Linked DNA regions of Canis lupus: region 2 is linked to region 1. Evidence: chromatin contacts called from public Hi-C data. All regions are on one chromosome and are shown on one strand. Each heading gives the region's core, a stretch centred on a gene start, on an enhancer-like site or on the middle of the called end of the contact. The rest is flanking DNA. Distances are from core to core; before and after follow the strand shown. Region 1 holds the start of ARID1B (AT-rich interactive domain-containing protein 1B). Region 2 overlaps ARID1B (AT-rich interactive domain-containing protein 1B).

Region 1 (6,276 bases), core at 1,615-4,114:
TCGCCGAATAAAATGTATGCCTGATCCGAGATCAAAATAAGTCCCATTTAACCGGAATGCGTTCCATTAGCACAGCCTATCCTGTCGAAGGTGACTCCTTTCGAGCAGCCTGGAAGCCAAAAATAATGGATTTCCTGGCTATTCTCGGGAATGAATCGATTAATTTTAGAACCTCTCTCACCTCCACGTCGTTGTAAACCGGGGTGTTATTTTTGCTACGAAGCACTCAAACTCAAAGCTCGCATCGAGTATCTCCGAATAGCCGGGCACAACTACGAAAAACACCCTCGGTGGCCACAAAGCTAACCTTTTTTTTTCTTTCTTTCTTTCTTTCTTTTTTTCTCTTTCCTCCCCCCTCTGCCTTCACCTTGCAGGTTAAGAGGGAACGCGGTGTGGCTGGAGGTAGGACAAAGTTCCTCGTTCTTTTCCCAGTTAAAGCTGGTCGTGGGCGCTCACCGAGGAGACGGGGTCAATATTCCTCCCTCGACCCGGCGGGCCGGGAGCGCCGATCTGGTTACCGAAGCCGCCCGGGCCGCCCCCGGCGCCCACGCCGCGTCCTGGGCGCGCAATCCCCGGCTCCGCGCACGGCTCCGCGCGGGGCTCCGCGCCCGGGGCGGGGGGGGGGGGGGGTGGGCGGCCGCGCGTCCCGGCGGGCGTCCCGGGCCTCGGCGCGACCCTCTCCCCGGGCCCCCGGGCCCCCGGGCCCCGCGCCGCGCACTCGGGCGCCGCGCGCCGCCCAGCCTCCGAGGGAGGCAGCCGCGAGTTAAAATGGCTTTGGGCGCCTCGCCCCCGCCTCCCCCCCGGCAGAAGACGCGGAAAAAGTACGCGGAAAGAAAGAAAGTCGGGCTCGAGGCGCGCGGCGAGGCCGCCGCGGCGGAAGCAGGCCCGGCCGGCGCGGGGGTTACCTGGGATCTGCCCATGGCCGGGCCGGGGGTGCCGGGGCTCATCGCCGGGTGGCTCCTTTGTTGCGCGGCCGCCCAGGCCGGGCTGGCAGCGGCGTACTGGGCGCCCATGTCCTTGCCCAAGCCCATGCCCGCGGCCGCCTGCTGGCCGCCCGCCGCCGCCCCCGCCGCCGCCGCCGCCGCCGCCGCCGCCGCCGCCGCCTGGGACTGGGGCTGCGACGGCGGCGGCGGCGGCGGCGCGCTGGGGCTGCTGTAGTCGGGGTAGCTGCCGCCGTAGCTCCTCATCATGGGGCTGGGCGAGGTGAGCAGCTGGTTGAGGGTCGGGGTGGCCCCCGACGGGTGCTGGTTCTGCCCGGCGAAGCGCTGGAAGCCCCCAGCCGCCGCGCCGGCGGCCGCCTTGCTGAGGCTCGCGGCCCCGCCGCCCCCGGGGCCCATCATCATGCCGCCGCCCTGCTGCCGGGGGGAGCTCAGCACCCCGTACCCCGAGGACGAGCCCCCATAGCCGCCGCCGCCGCCGCCGCCGCCGCCTCCTGCTGCTGCTGCCGCCGCCGCGGCCGCCGCCGCCACAGCTCCCGCTCCTGCTCCTCCTCCTCCTCCTCCTCCTCCTCCTCCTCCTCCTCCTCCGCTGCCTCCTCCTCCTCCTCCTCCGCCGCCGCCGCCGCCGCCGCCCGCGCTGGGCCGGCTGTAGCCCGGATAATGGTTGTACTGGCTGTTGGGGTACCCTTCGTGGGAGTTCTGCAGGGGGTCCATGCTGTTGGGGGCTCCGGCGGCGGCTGGGGCGGAATGCATCATCCCCATCCCGGGGCTTTGTTGTCCGCCATGTTGATCAAAGCAAGGCCCAGTGCGGCCGCCGGGGCCGCCGCTAGCAGGGGCAGCGCTGCCATAGTAATTATTAAACTCCGAGACGGCCGCGGGGCCGCCACCGCCGCCGCCGCCGCTGCCGCCGCCGCCGCCGCCGCCGCTGCCGCCGCCGCCGCCGCCGCCGCCGCCGCCGCCCCCGGGCACGGCGATCGGCGGCTGCTGCGCGCCCAGGGCGCCCAGGCCCGGGTGCTCGAACCGGCCGCCCGCCGGCTCCCCCATCTTGGGCGGCGCGTCGTCCTCGTCGCCCGGCTTGCTCAGCAGAGGCTGGCCCGGGGGGTCGGCCTGGCTGCCCGCGGCACTGTCCTTGGCGCCTCCATGTTGCGGCTGCTCCATGTCGGGACCGGGCTGAGCCGCGCCGCCGCCCGCGCCGCCGAGGCTGTTGTTGTTGGAAATGGGATGTTGCTGCTGCTGCTGCTGCTGCTGTTGCTGCTGCTGCTGTTGCTGCTGCTGCTGCTGCTGCTGGAACTGGTTTAGCTGCTGCTGTAGTGCGTGGTGGTGGTGGTGGAGGTGGTGGGCATGGTGGTGGTGGTGGTGGGCATGGTGGTGGTGGTGGTGCTGCTGGTGGGGCGCTGCGGCGGGGGCTTCGCCAACGGTTTTCAGTTTGTGGTTGGGGAGCAGCCCCGTCTCCATGGCCGAGCCCGGGCCCGACGAGGAGGAAGAGGAGGACGCCGCCGCCGCCGCCGCCGCCGCCGCCGCCGCCGCCGCGGAGGAGGAGGAGGACAGCGCGGCGGCGCTTCCACCCTCCTTGAGAGCCGCCTCGGAGCCGCCGCTCTTGGCGCTGTGAGAGCTGGCGGCGGCGGCCGCCGTGCTCGCGTTATGGGCCATGTTCAGGTCGTGACGGGGGTGCAGGGGGTGGTGGTGCACACTATGCAGGCCGCCGCCGTCGCCGCCGCCCCCCAGCATGGGTCCCGGTGCCGCCGCCGCCGCCGCCGCCGCCGCCGCCGCCGCGCCGCGCGCCCCCGCCTCCAGGTCCCGGGCCCCGGGCGCCGGCCGCGGCCCGGGGGGCGCCCGCCGCTCGCCGCTGCCCGTCCGCGCCCGCGCCGCCGCCGCCGCCGCCGCCGCCGCCGCTGCTGCCCGCGCGGCCATGATCGCCGCGGCGTGGCGAGGCCGGGCGGGGGGCGGGGGGAGACAATAAAACCCACTTTTTAGTCGGCGGCCCCTCCTGTGCGCATCCACACGCCCCGACGGGAGGCGAGCGGCCCCCTCCCCCTCCGCAGGCCCCGCCGGAGCCGAACCGGGCGTCACGCCTTACGGTCTGGGCCTGCTCCCGCTGTGTGATTTCATGGTCAAAGTTTTTAGTTCAGGTTTAAATGAAACTTTTCTCTTTTCCTCTCTAACCCGGATATGGGTAAATACACGACTGACTGAGCCTGTCGGGCCCAGGCCGGCATGCGAGGGAGCCGAGCGAGCCCGAGCAACTATTATCCACTTCTGTCTGATTGCTCGCGTGCACTCGCAAAACGCGGACTGGACTCGGCGCGGGCCGCCCCCCGCCGCCGCCGCCGCCGCCGCCGCCGCCGCCGCCGCCGGGCGCAGCCTCGCGGGCCCCCGGCCGCCCCGCCGCCCGCCGCCCGCCGCCCCGCGCCCCGCGCACCGCCGCCCCGGGCAGGGCAGGGCAGGGCTGGGCTGGGCAGGGCGGGCTGGGCTGGGGCGGCCTGGGGCGGCGGCGGGCTGCGCTTTCTCCCCTCGCGCCCCGTCTCCTTGCCAACCGGCCGTTCGCGTGTTTGTTTTCACGTCTAAAAGGAACGATACAAAGGTGGAAAACGAGTCTGACGAGCAGACAAAAGAGGGAGAAGGGCTGGGGGACAAAGTTGTCGGTTGGCCTCCGGGGTTCGGAGGAGCAAAATGTTTGGGCGATCCGTGCAAAAGGAAAAAAAAAAAAAAAAAGCAGCACTGCCTCTCCCAGGAGTTATGTAATTTTTTTTTTTTTTCCCCCAGAACGTTAGCCGCTCTGCCTCGATTTGGGGCCATCGGTGTAATTCCCACAACTTCTCCAAAACTTGCGAGAGGAGGAAAGAGTTTCGGGGAAGGTCGGCCGCGTGGGTTCGGGGAGTGCGTGTCCTGGACACAGCAAGCGCCCAGGAAGTGCGGAGACGGACCGCACCTGCCCCAAAGAGGACGTTTACGTAACTCTTCTTTCCAGGCACCTTCTGTATGCCTGTAGGCTTAGCAGTGCCTACAGACGCAAAAGTATTCCCAGAGGAGCATTTTTCTTAACGACAGGCGCTTGTCTCTCTCTATCCTCTCTCTAAAGGGAAAGTCTTCGAATAAGTAGACCGGTGTGTGCTATGCTCCAGCTTGCACATGGAAATTTAACTATCGGTGCCATAATAGGGACAGCTGAAGTTTATCTCGTGTCTTCATAAATCTGTACGACGCCTTTCATCATATTTCAGAGGTTAATGTGCACAATTAACCCTCTGGATAGGAGTTCATCTCTAAGCAATGTGAAACAAAACTAAAAGAAATACGTGTTATGCCCAATAAATAGAAGATCAGTAGTAATGGAGATGGGTCAGATCTAGCCCTAGAGCAGAAATGTTTCGGACCGTGTTCCTTTAAGAATACCCTACTCTTCTGTCACTTTAGGGTGTTTTAAGTGTTTTTGTTATTGTGAATTCATCACCTGGTAACCTCGTGGATATCTTCAAGCAGGCCTTCTGAACCTAAGCAGTGCCTCACTTGTACTAGTGTGGAACTCGTTTCCACGGAGAGAAAGCATTTGAAACCAGAACTTTCCAAGAGGTCACACTAACTGAAAGGATACATGTGGGAGAACATAGTTTTCTAAAGTCCCTTCATCCCTCAGCTTTTTATAAAGATCGTTTTAGTTTATTTCTACTGCAGCGGTTATTTTTATTTGCTTGCACAAGTGCAAATATGTTAATGACTAAATAGAAAACGATGGCTGGGAAAAACTGGTGGCTAATTGGTGGGGGAGGGGAATCAGGTGCACACCCAAGGGTCATTATAGAGTGTACAAACAACAAATCGCAATTCCATGCGAACAGCTGGAAAACAGGGGTTATATCATTGTGTGTAAGAGAGACTAACAGAACTGTAAGATGAATTCATGCCAAATCATTCATCAGTTTTTGCCAAGAGAATACTACATCTTTGTTAGTGTGCCTTTTTGACACTTTCTCCTGGATTTTCCCCCTTTATACATTCAAATACGTACTGATTATACACAGTACACCACAAAAGTTGAATTTTTAAAGTTTTTCATATGCAACTATAAATACATGTCTGTTTCGTGTGTGAACACATATATTCTAAAATCAGCTACACATTTATGCTTTTAGACATTTAGACCCAAACTAAACATATACATAATACAGTCACACGAAAGCATTTATCCAAATTGATAAAATACGTCAAAGTCAATTTAAACAGGTGTAGCCATATCTTGTGGCTTATTTTCACAACTAATCCTGAGAGGGAAACATGAGTCACCCAAGTTTAGCTCTCTGGCCTTTTTCTTAGAAATATTTTTCATATAGAAAAATCATGGAACTAGAAAAAAAATATATGTCAAGATCTCTTTTAATTCCATTTGTTTCAGCAAGTCAAGTAGAAGATTGGAACCAAGAGGCTATGAAATAGAGGCCCCCAGCACAATGAAATCAGCCTGCTATAAAAGGCGACACATGCCAGTTTCTCCTCCCCAATGGCAGATGCCACACCCTAAAGCAGACAGAAGGCACTGCAGTCTGTAAAGAGAAGCACAACACAAAGCCGGCAGGACTTGGTTTTGTCTTTTAAACCACAGAGAATGCTAAAATACCTTTTTTAAAGCACCCTTGCTGAAGATAAGTAGTGGGCTCCTATTCATTCAACTTACAGTTTTTAAACACACCTTCTCAAGAAAACAAAATAAAAGCCTCTCAGAGTTTCATTTAAAAATCCATGGCTTCATAGACAAAAACAGGGACTGTCAGGGGTCTGTTAGAAAGTGATGAAACAGGTTCACATTTCACAAAAAAAGCACAGTTTGAACCAGAGGTGATAATTCTGTTGTATCACTTGCCTCAATTATCCTATATGGCCACGCTACCAATATTGTTTCCTTTGATGAAATAAGGCCCTTCAGAAAGTAACAGGTACATTTTTCCCGATGAAGTCCTTATTTTTACACCTCTTGTGTAATTTCAAACAATGATGACAACTTTAATAAGTCACTCCGACCGCAAACCAACGGAGGTGAAGACCCGAAAGCTGGCAAATGGCCACCGTGCCCCTGCCGCCACCGTCCCACCCACGGCTTGCCCTGAGCCCTCCTGTTTAGCCAGAAGATTACCCGTTATTTTCTTAAACACTCCATTTTGGCGACAAAAAGGTTTGGTTTGTTTTGGGTTTGGGTTTTTTTTTTTTTAACTATATGAAAATACTAATATTTAAATACTCCTTTTGAAGAAGTTTTGGGCTCCGAATAAAAGACTCTTCAACTTGCCCACTTCAAGAGGATTGAGCCAGATGGTAGTTGAAGAATGCCACAGCTCTGTTCTTTTTG
Region 2 (5,662 bases), core at 2,134-4,633, 240 kb before region 1:
CAGGCAAATGCCTAAAGCAAATAGAAACTGTACTCTTGGGGAGAATGGGCATAAATGACTATCCAAATAGACACAACTTTTGTGCTAATACTCAAATGAGTTAGGATTTTTAAAATCCAAGACTTTCTAGGTAGTATTAGGATGGTAATTCCTAAGTAAAGCTTTTATTTTTATTTTTTTTAAGATTTATGTATTTATTCATGAGAGACACACAGAGAGAGGCAGAGATACAGGCAGAGGGAGAAGCTGACTCCCTGCGGGGGAGCCTGATGCAGGGACTCCATCCCAGAACCAGGACCTGAGCCTGAAGGCAGACACTCAACCACTGAACCACCCAGGTGCCCCTAAGTAAAGCTTGATGTACCTATATTTCCAGATGCATTTTCACCATTAGAGCTGGGAGAAGCGTTGATTAACTACTGAATATGTGGAAGGATGACAGGTGAAATTGTTCTGAAACTGATTCAGTTAAGGTTGCACTGTTTTAAAATTTCAGGTTATGTGAAAGAGTTTGTTCCGTTTTCTTTTCCAATTATAGGTATCTTTCTGAGATACAGAGAAAATTAAGCCTTTCCATTAGTCAATATTCACAAAGCTAAGGAGGTAAACATCCCCAAACTCACACACCTAAATCAATTTAACCATTACTACACAAAACTGAAGCTCAAAACCTAAAAAGAGCTGCTAATCTTAGCCTACAGATGGCCACCAATCAGGGTTTACCCTAACACTACATTTGCTCTCCCTACTCACTACAATATGAAGAGGGATGGGGATTACGACATTAGGTCCTGGTACACGACTACCTCTTGTAATGAAACACTCAAAAAGAATTTTGGATTTAATCTAACTTAAAATGGAACTGGCAGGTGTCATTAAGTGAGTAGCAACTTGATCAAGGTTAGAATGTCCCTGATACAATCTATTTAAAATTAAATGTTTGTATATACAAGTGAAAATACTGTGTATATTCATATATACCACAAACATTGTAACTTTATAAGGCACAAAAGCAAACAGAATGTTAATATTCAGAATTACTGAAAGCCATTTCTCTTATAACCTTCTGAACACTCATTTCTTAGTTTATCAATATTGATACAGAGGCAGACTATAATTCTCATAATAAACCATCACTTAAAATTCAAGAGTTTCAAAATTAAGTTGTGAGAAACTTAAAAATAAAACTGCCTGTTATTTTACAGCAAAAGTTAACTGAAATGGAGAATTGGGGCCCCTTGGGTGGCTCAATGGATGGAGCGACTGACCCTTGATTTCCAATGGGTTCATGATTTTGGAATCCTGGGATCTTGCCCTGCATGGGCTCCTCTTTGACTTTAGGATGCACTCTCTCCTCTGTCCCCCAGCTCACATTCACACGTGAGCATTTGCTCTCTCTCAAATAAATAAATAAATAAATAAATAAATAAATAACATCTTTTTTAAAAAGAAAGAAATAGAGAATTACAACTCAGAACAAGCAAGCTATGACAAAACCATAGGTGACTCCCAAGAACAAAAGAGAGGAACATTTTATAAAGGAAAAGCAGGAAACCGAGAGGGGTATTATAAACAAAAAGTCTAATGTAGTAAACTGTTAGAAGTATAGTGGTTTCTCGCTGAGTTAGGACAGTCTTTCACTGGCTAAACTGTTGCTGTGGGAGGAGAAAACCTTTCTTCAGGCCGGGAAACTCGAAGTCTTAGCTAGAGCAGGATGGTTTTGTAAAGTATGTGTCTACCTACGGGGTCTGCAGTTGATCAGAAGTGGTGGGCAGTAGAGCTCCTCCACTAGCCTCTGGATTCCATTTTAAAGGAAATTTCATCAATTTTCAGTTTATCTGAGTATGATAGAGAGTAAGCAGAACCGCCACTACCAAACAATAAGCTACTTATCTAAGTTGTATCAACACAGTAAACAGACTTTTAAAAATTATATACTCCACTGAGTGGAATAAAAGAAGTTTACAAACCAAGTGGCCATAATTGCTTACTACTAGTTGGATTAAATGCGTGTCTTAACTAATCTATTACAGTTTTATGTGTCACCTTGTTTAGCTGAAAATGTAGTCAAAGGCGTCCAGATTGCAACATTCTACTTAAAACTCCCATAGAAAGTGACCAAAGAGAAGACCTAATGAAGGATGTTTGAGTCTTCATCAGAGACAGGCTGAAAAGCAGAAAAGGCAATATTCTGAAATGATTTGTTAGCATTTAATTAAGATAGGAAATCACAGGCAGGAGACAAAATCAGACAAACTTAAGAATTTGCTAAGCTTTTAAAAGAATGCTGTGAGCAGGTTTTCCCGCCACGGAAGGCTGATGAGCGCGTACTTCGCTGCAGATTATTTAACACAAATGCCTGTCTAAGCAGCCCCAGCCTCCATCTCCCTGGCTCCAGCCAGCTCTGAGGCCAACCCTCCAGCCCAGCAGAGCTCTTGCAGGCCTGGGCTTCAGGCTCCGCCCGCCTGCCCGCTGCCGGCGCCCGCCCCTCCGCCCTCCAGCACCCGGCCCCGCTCTGCATTGGGAGCCTAAACCCCGGACTGGCCCCGCCCCTCACCCGCCGCCCCGCCCTGTTTTTGTCCACCGGGTTCAGAACTCGAGCCTCGCCCCAGCCAGCAGGTCCCGCCCAGCGCTCTGCGGCCCGGGCCCGGGCCCGGCTCCGGCCCCGCCCCCGCCGCAGGCCCCGCCCCCGCCGCAGGCCCCGCCCCGCCCGGTGGCACGTGACACGCCCTGCTCGGCGTCCTCCCGCCCCCCGCCCAGCAGCGCCGGCCCCACCCGACGCTCGGAGGCCTGGGCTCAGCTCCGACCCTGCGTCCTTCCTCCCCGGCTCCCTGTTCTTTTCCACCACCAGGCACTGGTAATTGCGCAAACGAGTTGCGACCTCATCCAGCCCTGGAAGTTAGGCGGTGGTATTTCTTCGGGGGCAGGGGAAGAGGAGCAGAAAGAGGCACCAAAGGAAGTAGGAAAACAACACGCAGATTTTGGCAAGTCCCGCGGGAGGAGGTTAGGGGGCAAATGAAGCCATTGAGGGTAAAATGTGGCTAAAATGGTACGGAAAAACGTTCTTTGCCTTCGCCAATCCAGCTGGAGTGTTTCATTTAATGTTAGGCTGTGTCAGCAGAAACTTTACACAGCGGGGCCTGACAGTGCCGTGGCACCGCCCGCCTGGGAGCCGGTCTCCTGGCTTGCAGACGGCGGCCCGAGCTCCCGCCGCAGGCCCGGGGCCGCCAGCTCAGGGAAGATGGCCATGGGGCCAGCACGCGGCTGCGGCTGCGGCTCCGGCTCCAGGGGAAGGGGCGCTCCGGCCAGCGCTCCACGTCCTCCCTCCGCCGCCGGCCTACGTGCGGGAAGGAGGAGGGCAGGACGCGGGGCGGGGCGGGGCGGGGCGAGGGCTGCCTGCCGGGAAGCCCGGAGCGCGGGCGGAGGGCGGCGCGGAGCGGTGCCTGCTGGGAGCTCGCCCCGCCGCAGCTTTGTTGCCCGGCCCGGCCCGCGCCGCCGCCGCCCCCGCCGCCCCCGCCGCCGCCGCCGCCCCCGCCGCCGCCCCCGCCGCCCCGGGCTCCGGGCCCCCGGCCCCCGGCATTTCTGAGCTCGCTTAATCATTCACCTGCCTCTCCTCCCCCACCTTTCCGGTTTTTTAGACTTTCTAAACATCTGTGTCTTGCTAATTGAGTGCCCAACCGAATCACTGGATGCGTAAACAGTTGAGAAGGAAACACATGACAATGGTTTTTAATGTATAGGAAAAAAGTAATTTTAGGGCCTGGTGACTGGCTAGCAAGGGGTCTTCCTTCGTGTGTTCGATACTCTACAAAGCCAGTGGCTGGCAACAAAAATAGATAAACTATGATGATGATGCATGATTGATTCAGAAGCTGACAAGCGGGCCAGGAAGGGAGAGAGAAGTAGGAGAGCGAGCCAGGGCCAGGGCCAGGGCCAGGCCGGGGCGGGGCGGGCCGGGCCGGGGCGGGGCGGGGCGGGCCAGGGCCAGGCCGGGGCGGGGCGGGGCGGGGCGGGGCAGGGCGAAGACCCCGCGCAAGGCGGAGGCCGCCAGGGGAGGGACTCAGCGCAGCACCTGCCAGCGGCTGGCTGCTTCTGAGATTCACCCGGAGCATGACTTTGAGGGCAGATATTTAAAGTTTTGGTTTTCCAAAATGGGTATCTAATTTAATTATCAAGTTAAACAAATAAGCAACACTGTCCCCCACTAAGATTATACATAATTTATAGCCACAAATGCCAGATTATTTCTTTTGGGAGAAAATTAAAGAATCGGATAGATCCGTAAAAGAAAGCACACACGGTATAAACGCACATACACCAAGAAAGTAATTTCTTGAGTCATAAACAAGAGTTATGTGGAGGGAGTTTCCTCAAACCATTTTGAGAAAACTAATTTTGAGAAAACTTCAAAGTTTTAAAATACTATTACGAAATATTTTGAATCTCTATTTGAATAAGAAAAATGGCTAATAGTAGGCTTCATTGTTGTTTATAGAATACCATTTCTCATTCAACTCTACCTACTATTTATAGTACACACCAGCAATTACCAATAACAGACATGCATGGTGCCATATACACTAAGAACTCAAACATTTACCACCTTTATTCAAATTTTAAAGTTTGGGTTAATAAAAAAAGATGCCTATTAAACATTTTTTTAGGTACTGATTTACAATTACATGGCTTGACAACATTTTTTAATATAAAGGTTTGCCCACATATCTCTTACTTTTTAACTTTAAATTATATCTTTTATGAGCTGCTGGAACTAGTACCAGGCTATAAACGAGTAACATATATAAAATGATGATATTTTGGGATCCCTGGGTGGCTCAGCGGTTTAGTGCCTGCCTTCCACCCAGGGCGTGATCCGGAAGACCCGGGATCAAGTCCCACATCAAGCTCCCTGGATGGAGCCTGCTTCTCCCTCTGCCTGTGTCTCTGCCTCTCTCTCCCTCTCTCTGTGTATCTCATGAATAAATAAATAAAATCTTAAAAAATAAATAAATAAATAAATAAATAAATAAATAAATAAATAAAATCTTAAAGCCTAAGTTAAAAAAAATGCTATTTACGCAAGGTTAAAAATCAAGAATACTGAGAACTACCCAAGTCCTTGAAATATTCAAAAGTTATTTATATTCCCAATTATCCCATTTATTTTTCTGAATATTATTAATTTCCTAACAACATACTTTGCTAAATGGTTTTCAATTTTATTTCAAAGCTTTTTAAAACCTCGGATAATTTTCTTAAAAGCAAATTTATGTACTATCCCCCTCCCTCCTGAGATTACCTACTTTCTTTCTCCTTCTCTCCCGCTTATGGGTACTTTTGGTCTTTTGCTGCTCTGTAGTACTCCAAATTATGCCAACTGGTTGGTTGGTAGGTAGGCAGTTATTTCTGTATGTATGCAGGCATGCAAGCCAAGAGAAGAAGGCAGGGGGTTAAAAAAAAAAAAAAAAAAAAAAAAAAAAGGCCACCTAAGGGACCGAATGAGACTCTGAGACGCTTCTAGTTCAAGTAAGATAATGGCTGTATGTGAGAGTAGTCAGGATGAAATCCTAGTTTTCAACTTGGTGGGCTGCATAACAGCATGGTTATGTCATTACTAGTAACTAATGGGGTTGGTTTGGGGCTGTTTACCTTGACAAGCTTG

The links. A called contact is a pair of places that touch in the nucleus more often than the background predicts.
Region 2: a Hi-C map of blood shows a contact between it and region 1, with 4 times the contacts expected there. The contact joins the enhancer-like site here to the promoter of ARID1B in region 1. A contact is called at or near these places in 4 of 9 Hi-C or Micro-C datasets (amygdala, blood and skin fibroblasts).

The regions. Positions count from the first base shown.
Region 1 is chr1:46,849,235-46,855,510 of UU_Cfam_GSD_1.0, reverse strand. It overlaps ARID1B (AT-rich interactive domain-containing protein 1B), which reads right to left and starts at 2,864. Exons shown (of 21, transcript XM_038526420.1): 1 at 906-2,864. The coding sequence starts at 2,849. LOC119870759 (a long non-coding RNA gene) reads left to right here and starts at 1,093. Exons shown (of 2, transcript XR_005353727.1): 1 at 1,093-1,203; 2 at 3,702-6,276.
Region 2 is chr1:47,092,747-47,098,408 of UU_Cfam_GSD_1.0, reverse strand. All of the region lies in intron 4 of ARID1B (AT-rich interactive domain-containing protein 1B), which reads right to left. Among named protein-coding and RNA genes, the nearest start is that of ARID1B, 240 kb to the right of the region's middle. Within about 2 kb of position 3,383, at least 17 of the 20 cell types and tissues checked have an H3K27ac peak or open chromatin away from gene starts, as enhancers often do. A contact at or near this core is called in blood, where this site is marked.